Linked DNA regions of Mus musculus: region 1 is linked to region 2. The links are chromatin contacts, called in public Hi-C maps. All regions are on one chromosome and are shown on one strand. The core of a region is the stretch at or near the end of the contact, and the rest is flanking DNA. Distances in the headings are between cores, read along the strand shown. Region 1 has its middle 16 kb from the start of Ptp4a3. Region 2 has its middle 7.8 kb from the start of Trappc9.

What was found. A called contact is a pair of places that touch in the nucleus more often than the background predicts.
Region 1: a Hi-C map of regulatory T cells shows a contact between it and region 2, with 2.6 times the contacts expected there. The contact joins two enhancer-like sites. A contact is called at or near these places in 6 of 484 Hi-C or Micro-C datasets (CD4 T cells, CD8 T cells, memory CD8 T cells and 2 more), 4 of 115 datasets of contacts at active chromatin or transcription factors (bone marrow-derived macrophages, double positive thymocytes, memory CD8 T cells and 1 more) and 2 of 9 other capture datasets (adipose tissue and liver).

What each region holds. Positions count from the first base shown.
Region 1 is chr15:73,729,227-73,734,742 of GRCm38.p6, forward strand. It overlaps a transcript of Ptp4a3 not described here and the pseudogene Gm22106. Among named protein-coding and RNA genes, the nearest start is that of Ptp4a3, 16 kb to the right of the region's middle. Within about 2 kb of position 3,980, at least 29 of the 459 cell types and tissues checked have an H3K27ac peak or open chromatin away from gene starts, as enhancers often do. A contact at or near this core is called in regulatory T cells, where this site is marked.
Region 2 is chr15:73,066,222-73,071,692 of GRCm38.p6, forward strand. No RefSeq gene overlaps it. Among named protein-coding and RNA genes, the nearest start is that of Trappc9, 7.8 kb to the left of the region's middle. Within about 2 kb of position 1,435, at least 330 of the 459 cell types and tissues checked have an H3K27ac peak or open chromatin away from gene starts, as enhancers often do. A contact at or near this core is called in regulatory T cells, where this site is marked.

The DNA of each region.
Region 1 (5,516 bases), core at 2,730-5,229, 670 kb after region 2:
GAAAACTGAAGGCAGTGACCTTTGGGGGTTCTAGAGCTAGATATTGCTGCCCTCTGCTACTAGGGCCAGAAGGAGTCTAGGAAAGGCTATTCCAGAAACCAACCTGGAGTTAGGCACGGCCCCTCCTGTTGCCCCCTCCTTTGTCCTGACTCTGCTCGGTTCCCACCCCTGTTTCTTGGCAGACTGCGTAGAGAGGGAGGAGGCCTGCCTGGACAGGCTGGGCTGCAGGCCCTGGACAGGGCCAGGTTGAGACACGGGCAGAGGCTGCTGGGTTTTGGCTGAGTGGGCCAGTGATCAGTGATCAGGGTCTGGAAGGTGCAGGAAGGGCCCAGGTTTCCTAGTAGGTGACCTTCAGGTAAGGATCAGTGTAATGGTGGCTGAAGATCCAAACCAAAGCTGGCCCAGACCCATGGCTGTGATCGGGAAGCATCCCTGGTTGATCCTATGGTTTGAGATGCATAGCCCCAGGAGCCTAACATTCTCCTATGGCGGGGGGTGGGGGGTGGTGGGGTGGTGGGGGTGGGGTAGGGGGTGGGTGGAGCACCAGGTAGAGCGCCTAGACCTCAGAGTGCTATTTTCTTCTTGGAATCAGCAAGAGTTATTGAGTACCCTAGCAGCGTTGAGGGGCTGGAACCCAGTATATGGGCAGCAGATTATTTAGGTCATTGGGAGCCAGGCATCTGGAGGAAGGTTCAAATGAGTAAAAGACTGATAGGCTGGCATAGGTCTGCTCTAGGAAATCAGAATAAAGCTACTATGGGTCTCGCTGGCCAGCCCACCTCAGCCTCCATGCCTTCGGGTCTGAGTGGCATGAGAGATGGCCACTTACTAGCTAGAACACTCCTTTTAAGCCTCAGTTTCCCCTCTGTAGTGTCTTATCTTCTGTATTTCTTTCCCCCTCCTTGGATCTGTGGAATCCTGTGGAAGCCTGATCCCAAGGCCATGGGTTCACCAGACACACCCAAAGCCGGGGCTGGCCCAGAAGGAGGAGGTAGGTCAACTGTAGCAAGCAGGCCTGGCTTGTCCCCTTCCCTTGGGACCTGGGCTCCCATTGCACTCTTGCTCGAACCTCCCTGTGACTCAGGATTCCCGGAAGCAGTTCAGCTGTGTTTGGAGGATCCCCTATCCCACCCAGGATAATGCCCTCCTGCCCCAACCATCATGGCTTCTGCATTGGCCCAGTGTCACTTGCTGGGTCCCTGCTGTCTGTGCCCCAGAGAGGATGCTGCTTCTTTCTGGCAGCCCTCTCTGGCAATGCCCACTGGCCCTGAAACTCTGCCAAGGCAAGCAGTTCCCTCTAATCTCCCAGTTAAGGCAGCAATGAGGCCCCTCCTCCAGGGTCAGCTTTCCTCTGGCTGGTTGCCCAGAGGCCCAGCAAATGCTGGGAATTGCGTTGCCGAGCTTAGAGGTGCCCAGAACTCCCAGTGGTCCCTCCGTGGTGATCTCCCTGCCTCTTCTCTTCCCTTGGCCTTAGGGAACATAGCCCTGGATATACCATACAAAGCTGGATGGCTGATAAGTACAGCCTGGATGGCTGATTCCTGGCTATCTGAGCTGAGCTGCTGCACCTGAACTGGGTGTTAGCGGGCACCCCCCCACCCCCCGAACGCTGATTTCACTCTCAGGCCTGTGGCCTGTGGGGGTGCTGCCTGCTGGTGCCTTGATTTCCCTTTCCGTCAGGGCTCTTGGGGCTGGTGTGGACCAGTAGTGGCTTCAGAGCTCACAACAGATGATCGCAGCAGTTAAACACTGTTCACGGCTCAGCTTGTAGATTTGGCCACGTTTGTTGTAAATGGCCCAGGGAAGAGCTTCCTTGTATGCTGGCCTTCCCCTTTATGCTCAGCGCTACAGGAACAGGATGCCAACATCACACTTGGACTTTCCCATGGCCTTGACTGTGGGCCTCTGGTTCCTGGGTCTTGAAGGGTTGTTTATTGCCTGCCTCCCTACCCCCACTTACAATGGAAGTTCTGGACAGCTAGGGACGTGCGTTTGGGCATTGTGTGAATCTCTTAGTCCCATCTGCTGGCCCTGATCCCACGTTACCCCATTGCCACTGTCCTGGCTGCTGTATGGGGGATGAGGACACAGGCTATTGGCTTTGTTCTGCCTCCCAGGTTCCCTGGAAGCAGTCCTGGTCTGTAGTAGCTTCATGGGAGTAGAAAAGTGGAAAAGGCATGGTCCTATACTGGAGAAACTCTCTCTCTCTCTCTCTCTCTCTCTCTCTCTCTCTCTCTCTCTCACACACACACATACACAGCAGGATGACAGAGGACAGTAATCATCTTCTTGGAGCATGTAGCTCTGCATCCTAGAGGTTGTGCTGCAGGAAGGTGATTTTCTTCTTACCGGGTAGTCAGGTGGGCTTCTAGGAGGTGGTGGCAAATGGTATGGAGAGAGGGGCTAGTGGGGTGCAGCCCACGTCACCTGGGCAGGGCTTTGCTGAGCCCTTTGGGGTTGGTGGTTAGGCACTGGTCCAGGGTACCTCTTTAATTCTCAAGGTAACCTGGGGGTGGCTGCTCTTTAACCCCGCCCTCCACCCCTCGCCAGTTCTCAGGCAGGAAGCTGCTGTCTGGGGCTGGCCTCCTGCAGGTGGAAGTGTCAAGTGGAAGGCAGGCTGATGTTATGCCTCTGCAGAGTGGCCTGAGCCAGCTCTCTTGGTCCTTTTGTTTGTGGTGAGCCAGAGAAGGCACCCCCAGGTGTGTGTGGGAGGAACCCAGAACAGCTGTGGCACCCAGTTCCCTCAGTGACAGAGAGGCGATGATTAGCTCATAGGACTGCACCACGCTGACGGCTGACATTTGTCTGCTGCCGTTTGACTGCGAGGACCTCAGTTTCCTCCCCTGTCAGAAGGTGTGAAGTCTCTGTTTAGGGACTTCGGGAGTCCTCAGCTACTGCGAGGCAGGCCCTCCTGCTCCCCCCTACCCCTTTGTCTCCTCCTACTAGCTGTAGTTCCCACGACTGGCCAGTGCAGGAAGCCATCTGGAGGGCTTATTTACCCTCGCTTAGCCTCCCTGGCAGGAAGTCACCGGAAGGGCCGTCCCCAGGGGCCCCTTCAGGCCTGTGAGGACAGCCAGCGGCTTGGGGGTCTGTGCTGTGGAGTCCCCCAGTGGAGCAAGGGGGCAGGGAGCTGGGAGAACAGAGCCAGGCAGGGCTGGGAGCCGGGTGTGTGGCTGGAGTGGGGTTGAGACATTTCATCTAGGAGCCATCTGACCGTCTGTCCACCCCTCCCCCGCCCAGAGGAGGCCCAATAGTGCTGATCACAGGACTCAGGCAAAGCCACTTGGGGCTCCATCCCAGGGTGGTCTGTGTGATGTGTGTGGGATCCTGGGAACAGGAGGGGACACACGTTGCACGGACCACCAGGTGGAGGCTGCATGGGGGAGGAGTGATCTCAGGGCAGGAAGCGGAAGAGGTGCAGGAAGCAGATGTGGCCTTGGGAAGGGAGGGGCCCCTGGGAGTGGGGGCAGAGGAGAGAGAAGTAGAGAGATCACAGAGCACAAATAGTACCAGTGGTCTGGGCCCTTCGGACCCCTCTATTCCCCTTCCACAGGCCTCTGGTCCGTTTGTTCCTCAGAAGTCCTCTCGGACCTCCATATCAGCTCATTAGACTGGCTGTTTAGGCCTAGGAACCTGGGCTTCTGCCTTACAGGCCAAGCGTATCCAACTGCCCCAGGCATTTGTCCATTGGCTGGTCTAAGTGTGATTGACAGGGCCTGGGGACTGTTCCCACGGACACTGCCAGCTGGGCCTGCCCTGCCCCAGGAGGGACCTCGAACCCTGTGGGACCTGTGGCCTGGGTTCTTGGCAGCCTTGTGTCTGTCCTGGCTTTTCGTCTGCCTTGGGGAGTTGGGTGGGCCCTGGGGGTCACACAGCCCTGTCTCAGCCAGCTATGGGTAGGTCAAGGTATAGCCTCCTCATTCTCAGTGTCTCCCCTCCCCCCTGTTTCTGGAGACTTCCGGTTTCTGGAGACTGTAGCTTACGATACGACCCTGAGTGCAAACCCCTAGATGTGCTGGGGTTTCCCAGACAAGCATCCTTCCAAGCCTCTGTCCTGTGCTGGAGGAAGTGAACATGAGAACCCAGTCTGGGTCGGAACAGAGGCTGTCCCTTGGCACAGTGGTGGCCATTGATTGTCCCAGGAGGACCACTGGTAGGTCCAGAGCATTTGCTGTGTACACCGAGGACATGCCGTCCTGCGATCCAGCTTCACACAGCCCTGGGCTGAGACTCCCCCCACCTCAGAGGCTGTGCCAGGGTCAGGAGATGATTGGCTGTCTCTGTGAGGCCAGACCTTCAGAGTGGGGTCAGCCTTGGCTCAGCCCAATAATCTTGCCTTCCCACGAGATACCGAGTGAATCTGAGATAGTGCAGAAGTCCCAGTGGAATGGGCTAAAGTATTTAAACCACAGCCAACCCCAAGTGTAGCCAAGGAGCATCAAGCACAGTGGGCCAGGTGTCTACCTTGTAGCTGAGAGTGCAGAGCCCAGGGTAAGGCTGACTGCACCGTGTCCCGGCCTGGCTAGGGCAGGGACACCTTAGCTGTGATGCTTTCCTAGGCCCAGTACACCCCGCTGATACCAGGGGATCTTCCCTCTGCTCTTCCCTTGGCCTGCCAAGACGAGGGCATTTGGATGGACAGAGTCAGGCTAATTTGGGATCCTAGGCCTGTGTTCACAGCTGGGAGGCAACACCCAGAGAATCCACAGGATACGGCACATAAGCCCGCTGAGCACGGGAGCAGAAGGATGGGTCCTGGTCCTCAAAGATTCCAGAGATGATATAGAGACCATCAGGCCATGCAGGCTAGGGTGATCTGGAGAGTGTGTGCGTGGTTTCTGGCCAACAGCTCAGCAGGTCTGTGACCAGAGAGTCCCCTAGAGAGTCCAGAGACATCATTCAGGAAGTCTTTGCCAGGGTGAGGCTACATCCTTAAGGATCCTGGAGGGCCTCCAGAGGGAGGCAGCCAGGATAAACACGAACAAGAAGCCCACCTGCCCTTTACCGTGTAGGAGCATGCTGTGTTCAGAAGTACTGGTTAGTGTTCATCCCCCACCAACCCCCACTGACCACTGGCTAGACTAGAGAGTCACCGAGCAATACGAGGAAAACCAGGAACCCTCTTCTCTAAGCTTTAGGAGCTAGCAAGAGCCATAGGCTGCCCCAGCTGGTGCATAAAGCCCATGTGGGGAAGAACAGGTCTACAGCAGTTAGGGAAGGTTGAGTTGAGTGCCTGAGAGACCTGTATGGTCTCTGCTGCTGCCCAAGTCTGGGATTGCAGGCTTGTGTTGGTACCCTCGGCCCCCCAGCTGCATGCAGACCCTGGATAGCTCGCTCCTGGCCACTCGGTTTCCTTGGTTTATGTTCCCAGACAGAAGTAATCCTGGTTCTTTCTTGGCATGTGCTATCTTCCTTGAGGTGGGCTGCGGGGGTGGGGGGGATCCCCTGAGAACCTTCCTTCTCTTGGGGGAGGGGCATCCCAAGTGGTGACTTTTGATCATCTCTATCTTTGGTCC
Region 2 (5,471 bases), core at 185-2,684:
GTCATTCTAGTTAAATACTCTTTATGACCCTTCATCAGTGTGGAGCAACTGAGAAATAAAATACAGGAATGAGACTTTAAATTATGCTGGTTACATTGTCAATATGTTGGATGGAAAGAAGCCACAATTTTGAGTTTGATTTACTCACTCCTCCTCCAGGGTTATTCAGATTCTAGTACAGTCCTTAAACTCCCTTAAAGTCCTCGATTCCCTTAAAGTCAACACTTAGCAGGCTGCAAAGGACATAGGAACTCCACAGGAAGACCAACAGAGTCAACTAACCTAGGCCCTTGGGTCTCTCAGAGACTGCACCACCAACCAAAGAGCATCTACATGGGATGGACCTAGGCCTCCCTACACATATGTAGCAGATGTGCACTTTAGTGTCTGGATAAATGGTTCAATGGTTAAGAGTGCATACTGCTCTAGCAGAGGACCAGGGTTCTGGGCCCAATACCCAACAGCAGGTGGCTCACAACTGTAAGCACAGCTATAGAGGAGCTAACCCGCTAACTTCTGCAGCACCAGCACTCAATACAAACATACTGGTATAAAGACAATAGTCAATGACTACGAGGGATAATTGGGGGCAGGGCTATCACACAGCCCAAGCTGGCTTGAAACTAAGTAATCCAGGATGACCTTGATCTTTTGAGGCTTTTGCCTCCACCTCCCAAATTCAGAATAATAGGGATGTGGGAACTGAGCTATATGCATGCTAACCAAGTAGTCTACCAGCTGAGGCCCACCTTCAGCCAAACTCCTGGAATTTAACCCCAACGTTAGTGGACACAAACTCATTTCAAACCTCTCAGTGCCTCTGAGAGACAACTCTACTGCCCAGGTGAATGTAAAGCGAAAGAAAGGGGCGCAGTAGTAAATTCTCAGCAAGCTGGGATGCTCTGCAGATCTGGGGTTGTGCTACACCTGATTTCAGAGGTGGAGCCACCTGCAAATGTCCCTGGAAGAAAGAAGAATGTACCCCCTTTTGCAAAACACTTATCACACCAGACTTGAGAGGAGAGGGCGACACTGACGTGTCAACCAAAGCATGGGCTCCTGGGGGATGGGGAGTGGGGGACATGGTCGAAGTCACAAAACCTGGTATCACTCAATCCATTCCTTGAATGAATAGAATGAATGAGTGAATGAATGAAAGGCTGTGTGCTACGAATCCCTAAACCAGGCACCAGTCGACCAATCAACGCCTTCTCCTGCAGCTCCGCCCCCGAGGCCACACACCCCAGCCACTGTCAGAGTTCCCTCAGACTGCTTGCAAACTCCGGAGTAGTGGATTACAATCCTTTCTGAGTCCTGCGCATGCTCTGCGGTGACTAGGGGGGACAAATTTAAAAGCGATTGGCTGGGGGGAAGACAAGCTCCGCCCGACTCCGCCCACCCAGGCTCAGGACCAATCCACAGCCGAAGGCTCGCCTTTCCCAGCACCGCCCCGCCGCCCGCCGCGCCCTGGGGCGGAACCTATCGTGAATCAGGTTGAGAAAAGAGAAGGGAGGGGCGAACGGGAAGTGACGCACGAGCGCCAACGGAAGGCGGGCGGCCGGAGTTTGTTGCCCTGGGAACTGAGCTCTCGACTACGTCAATCTTGCGTCATAGGTCTTGTATATTTTACGCATGCGCGGCCACATAGCAGAGCGCGGGAAGAACACTAATTTAGGCCAAAAATGGGTTCAGGGTCGCCTGTGAAAGTGGCCTGGATTGGGTGGAAAAGGGTGAGGTGTCCGGCCTGAGGCCCAGAAGGTGGGATAGGCGTCTCTATGAAGATTCACACATTTTTTTTTTCCTTTTGGGACAGAAGCCCCAGTAGCCCAGGCTGGCCTTGAACTCCCTAATTAGCTAAGGGTAACCTTGAACTCGTGATCCCCAGCTTCCACCAGCGTGCCGAGACCGCAGGCTTAGATCATCACACTTGGTTTATACCGTGCTGAGGGTCAAACCCAGGACCTCACAAGCCAGTCCCTCTTATCCACAGAGCTACAGTTTCGTCCCTTCCTGAATTTGTATTCAAAACTCATCTGTGCCAGAACACGTCATTCCGGGTAACTTGAATGAATTTGTGTTCTTGGCCATTCACCCCTGTTTGGCTCAGAAAAAAAAAAAAAAAACTAAACTAAAAAAAACCAATCATGCCTTTTTTTATTATTCTTTGTAACCACACCTTAAAGCCGGGTGTGGTGGTACAAGCCTTTAATTCCAGCACTCTGGAGGCAGAGGCAGATGATTCTCTGAGTTCAAGACCAGTCCGGTTTACAGAAAGATTCCAGTACAGTCGGAACGACACAGGAAACCCTGTCTGTTGCAGATAACAACAACAACAAAAAGCAAAACAAAAACCCACCTTGATCATTGACCCACCTAAGGTCATTTAAAAAGAATAGTTTTTCATTTTTCAAAGAGACTGTTAATTTTGGGAAATACCTTGAACAATGTGTGCTTTCCAACTGTAATAAAATTGGTGTGAATTGTCAACAAAATAATTTTTCTCTTTTACCTAATTTTTCATTCTCTTGGTATAGCTGTCATGTTGTAGAAGCAACAAATTTTTTGAGTTAATACGAAATAACTTTCACACACAGGAACTGCCAAATTATAGAATTTGTTAGTTAACCTAAGTATTATATTTGTGCTAGAGTATTCATACCGAAGCAGAGTGATCACTTGTAGAACCAGAAACCTTGTTTACAAAATTTATAATCCAATTTTTTAAATGGAATTTTACACTTCAGAGAAAAATATAAAAAGGTATAAGAAATAAAAATTCTTATCAAGGATTAGTGGGATCTGCAATTCCACATGTGACCACCAGGTGGCAGAAGGTGTTAGCAGCCATGCTAGGAAAACAAGCCATCTGGGTTGAATTAGGAGCTAATTGCCTCAAATTGTCTCTGAAACCCAGGGTTTGTTGGGGAGCCTGGGTCAGGGAGTTCTGGACGCATTCTGAGTAGACAAGCCGGGGAGGAACTCATAACAGATTTAACTGAATTGGCAGTGATCTTAAATAGTGATTTAAGAATTCAGGTTATACTGGACATGGCGGTACAGGCTTTAATCCAGAATTGTGGAGACAGACACTTGCCAGTCGCTGTGAATACAAGGTTAGCCTGGACTACATAATCCCTTATCACAAAAAGATTCAAGTTCTTAATTACATTATATTATGTTGTATATCAAATGTCATATATATTAATAATTATATATTACATATATAACATATATAATTAATATAATTGGAAATATGTGCTGTATATTTGTGAAGTTATTGCCTTATGATTAGAATATTGGCTTGTATACTCCCTATCCTAAATAATACAACATTAAATTAAATTTTTTAGTTTTTAAATTTTTACTTATTTATTCATGTGTATACCTGGGTGTGTCCACGGTATCTTTAACCTAAGCACTTAAGAAGCAGACACAGGCAGATGGTTTTGAGTCTGGAGACTGTCAGGGCTGCAAAGAGAAGCGGTGTCTCAGAAACCAGAAAAAAAAAAAGAAAGAAAGAAAGGAAAGCAGGCAGGGGCCACTTGAGGAGCCTACCTGTAACCGCAGTTCTCAAGACTGCGGGAGGAAGACCTCAAATCCAAAGCCAGTTTAGGGTGCATAGCCACATGGCATGGTTCTGACTCAAAGAGAAATGGTGGACAGGTGCTAGGAAAATAGCTCTGCGGTTAAAGCACTTGGAGTTAGTGCCCTGAGATACCATGTGATGCATTATAGATGGCCAGCCTCAATATAATATAATGCCATATAATATATAATTCCAGGCTCAAAGGCAAAGACGGGATTCCTTGAGAAAGCTGCCTAGGAAGATTAGGGCTGGGCTGTGGACTTTAGTGAGGGACCCTGCTTCAACAAAGCAGTCAGAGGAGGATCAAGGAAGATTCGCAGCATCAACCTCAGGCCTCCACACGCACAGGTAGGGATGTGTAACACACACCCACACAGATACACATATATATGTACCCAGTCACATGCAAAGACATGCATACCACATGTCTACACATGCATGCCACACACGGAGACAGGTGAAAAAAGGCAACATATCTCCATGAAGGGACTGGAGAGATGGTTCCGTTGATCCAGTCTTTGCCCTGTGAGCATGAAGAACTAAGTTAGGTCCCCAGGACTCACGTGAAAAGCAGTCATGGCTATGTGCGTTGGAGGAGTCAAAATGGAAGGAGCCAGGGTCTGGCTGGCCAGCTGGTCTAGCCAAAAGAGTAAACTGACCAAGTCATCTCAGTCAGCCAATGGGTTCTCCAGGGAAGGAGCGAGGATTAAAAAGAAAAAAGACAATTAGACACCACTGAGGCACGACCCCAGCCTGTTCTGAGGCTTATTTTTTCCCAGTCTGCTTTTATACCATTTTAAGTACATGCAAATAATAAGGTCAGTTCTAAGTTAAGGAACAAATAAGACAATAAAAAAAAAAAAAAGTCCTGGGATCAATGTTTCTAGGGACTTATCAGGATGCCCAAGATATCTGAGCCTATTTCCCTGTCCTAGCCCAAAGTCAAATTCCTGCCAAGTTTCTAGAAGCGGCCCCCAAAGCTCTCCATAGTAAACCCCTGGTCTCGAAATACAAGCTGACAAATTCTGGACACACAGACACATAAACACACATAGACATACACACGGACACACACACATACACACAGACACACACAGACATACAGACACACACACACACACCTGACAGGACATGTCACACACATCTTAAAACTTCCCAGCTCAGCAGGTAAATGTGTTCGCTGCCAAGCCAGAAGACCTGAGTTCAATCCCCAGGACCCACATGGTAAGAGAACTAACTTCCATAAATGTCCTCTGAGGACCACAGAGGTGCCCATACACCTATTAACATATAAACAAAATATAATTAAAGCCTCTTTTTCTTTCACTAGTTCTGGGGTCTGAGGCTGAACTTGATGGTGGATGCTGGCTGAGCACATGGGAGGCCCTGGGCTCTTTCCCAGAACCACAAAACAAACTAAAAACCACCTTCACAGTTCAGTGCTGAGGGAATGGTATAATGAGAGAGGCTTTGGACAGACTGTAATGACATCTGCTCTACCTCTCAACCAGCTTTTTTTTTTTTTAACATCCCCTCACTGTTCTTCCTGGTTATCCCCTTCCACAATCCTTTTCCCATTCCCCCTCCCCTTCTCTGAGCCTCCCACACTGGCACTTGAAGGCTCTGGGAGGCTAGGGGCTTCCTGTCCCACTGAGGCCAGACAAGGCAGCCCAGCTAGAAGAACATAGCCCACAGACAAGCAATAGTTTTTGAAATAGCCTCTGCTCCAGCTGTTTGGGACCCACATGAAGACCAAACGTGTGGGAAGGCCTAGGTCCATCCTGTGTATGTTCTTTGGCTGGTGGTGCAGTCTCCGAGAGCTCCAAGGGTCCAGGTTAGTTGACTCTGTTGGTCTTCCTGTGGATTTCCTACCCCCTTCAGGGTG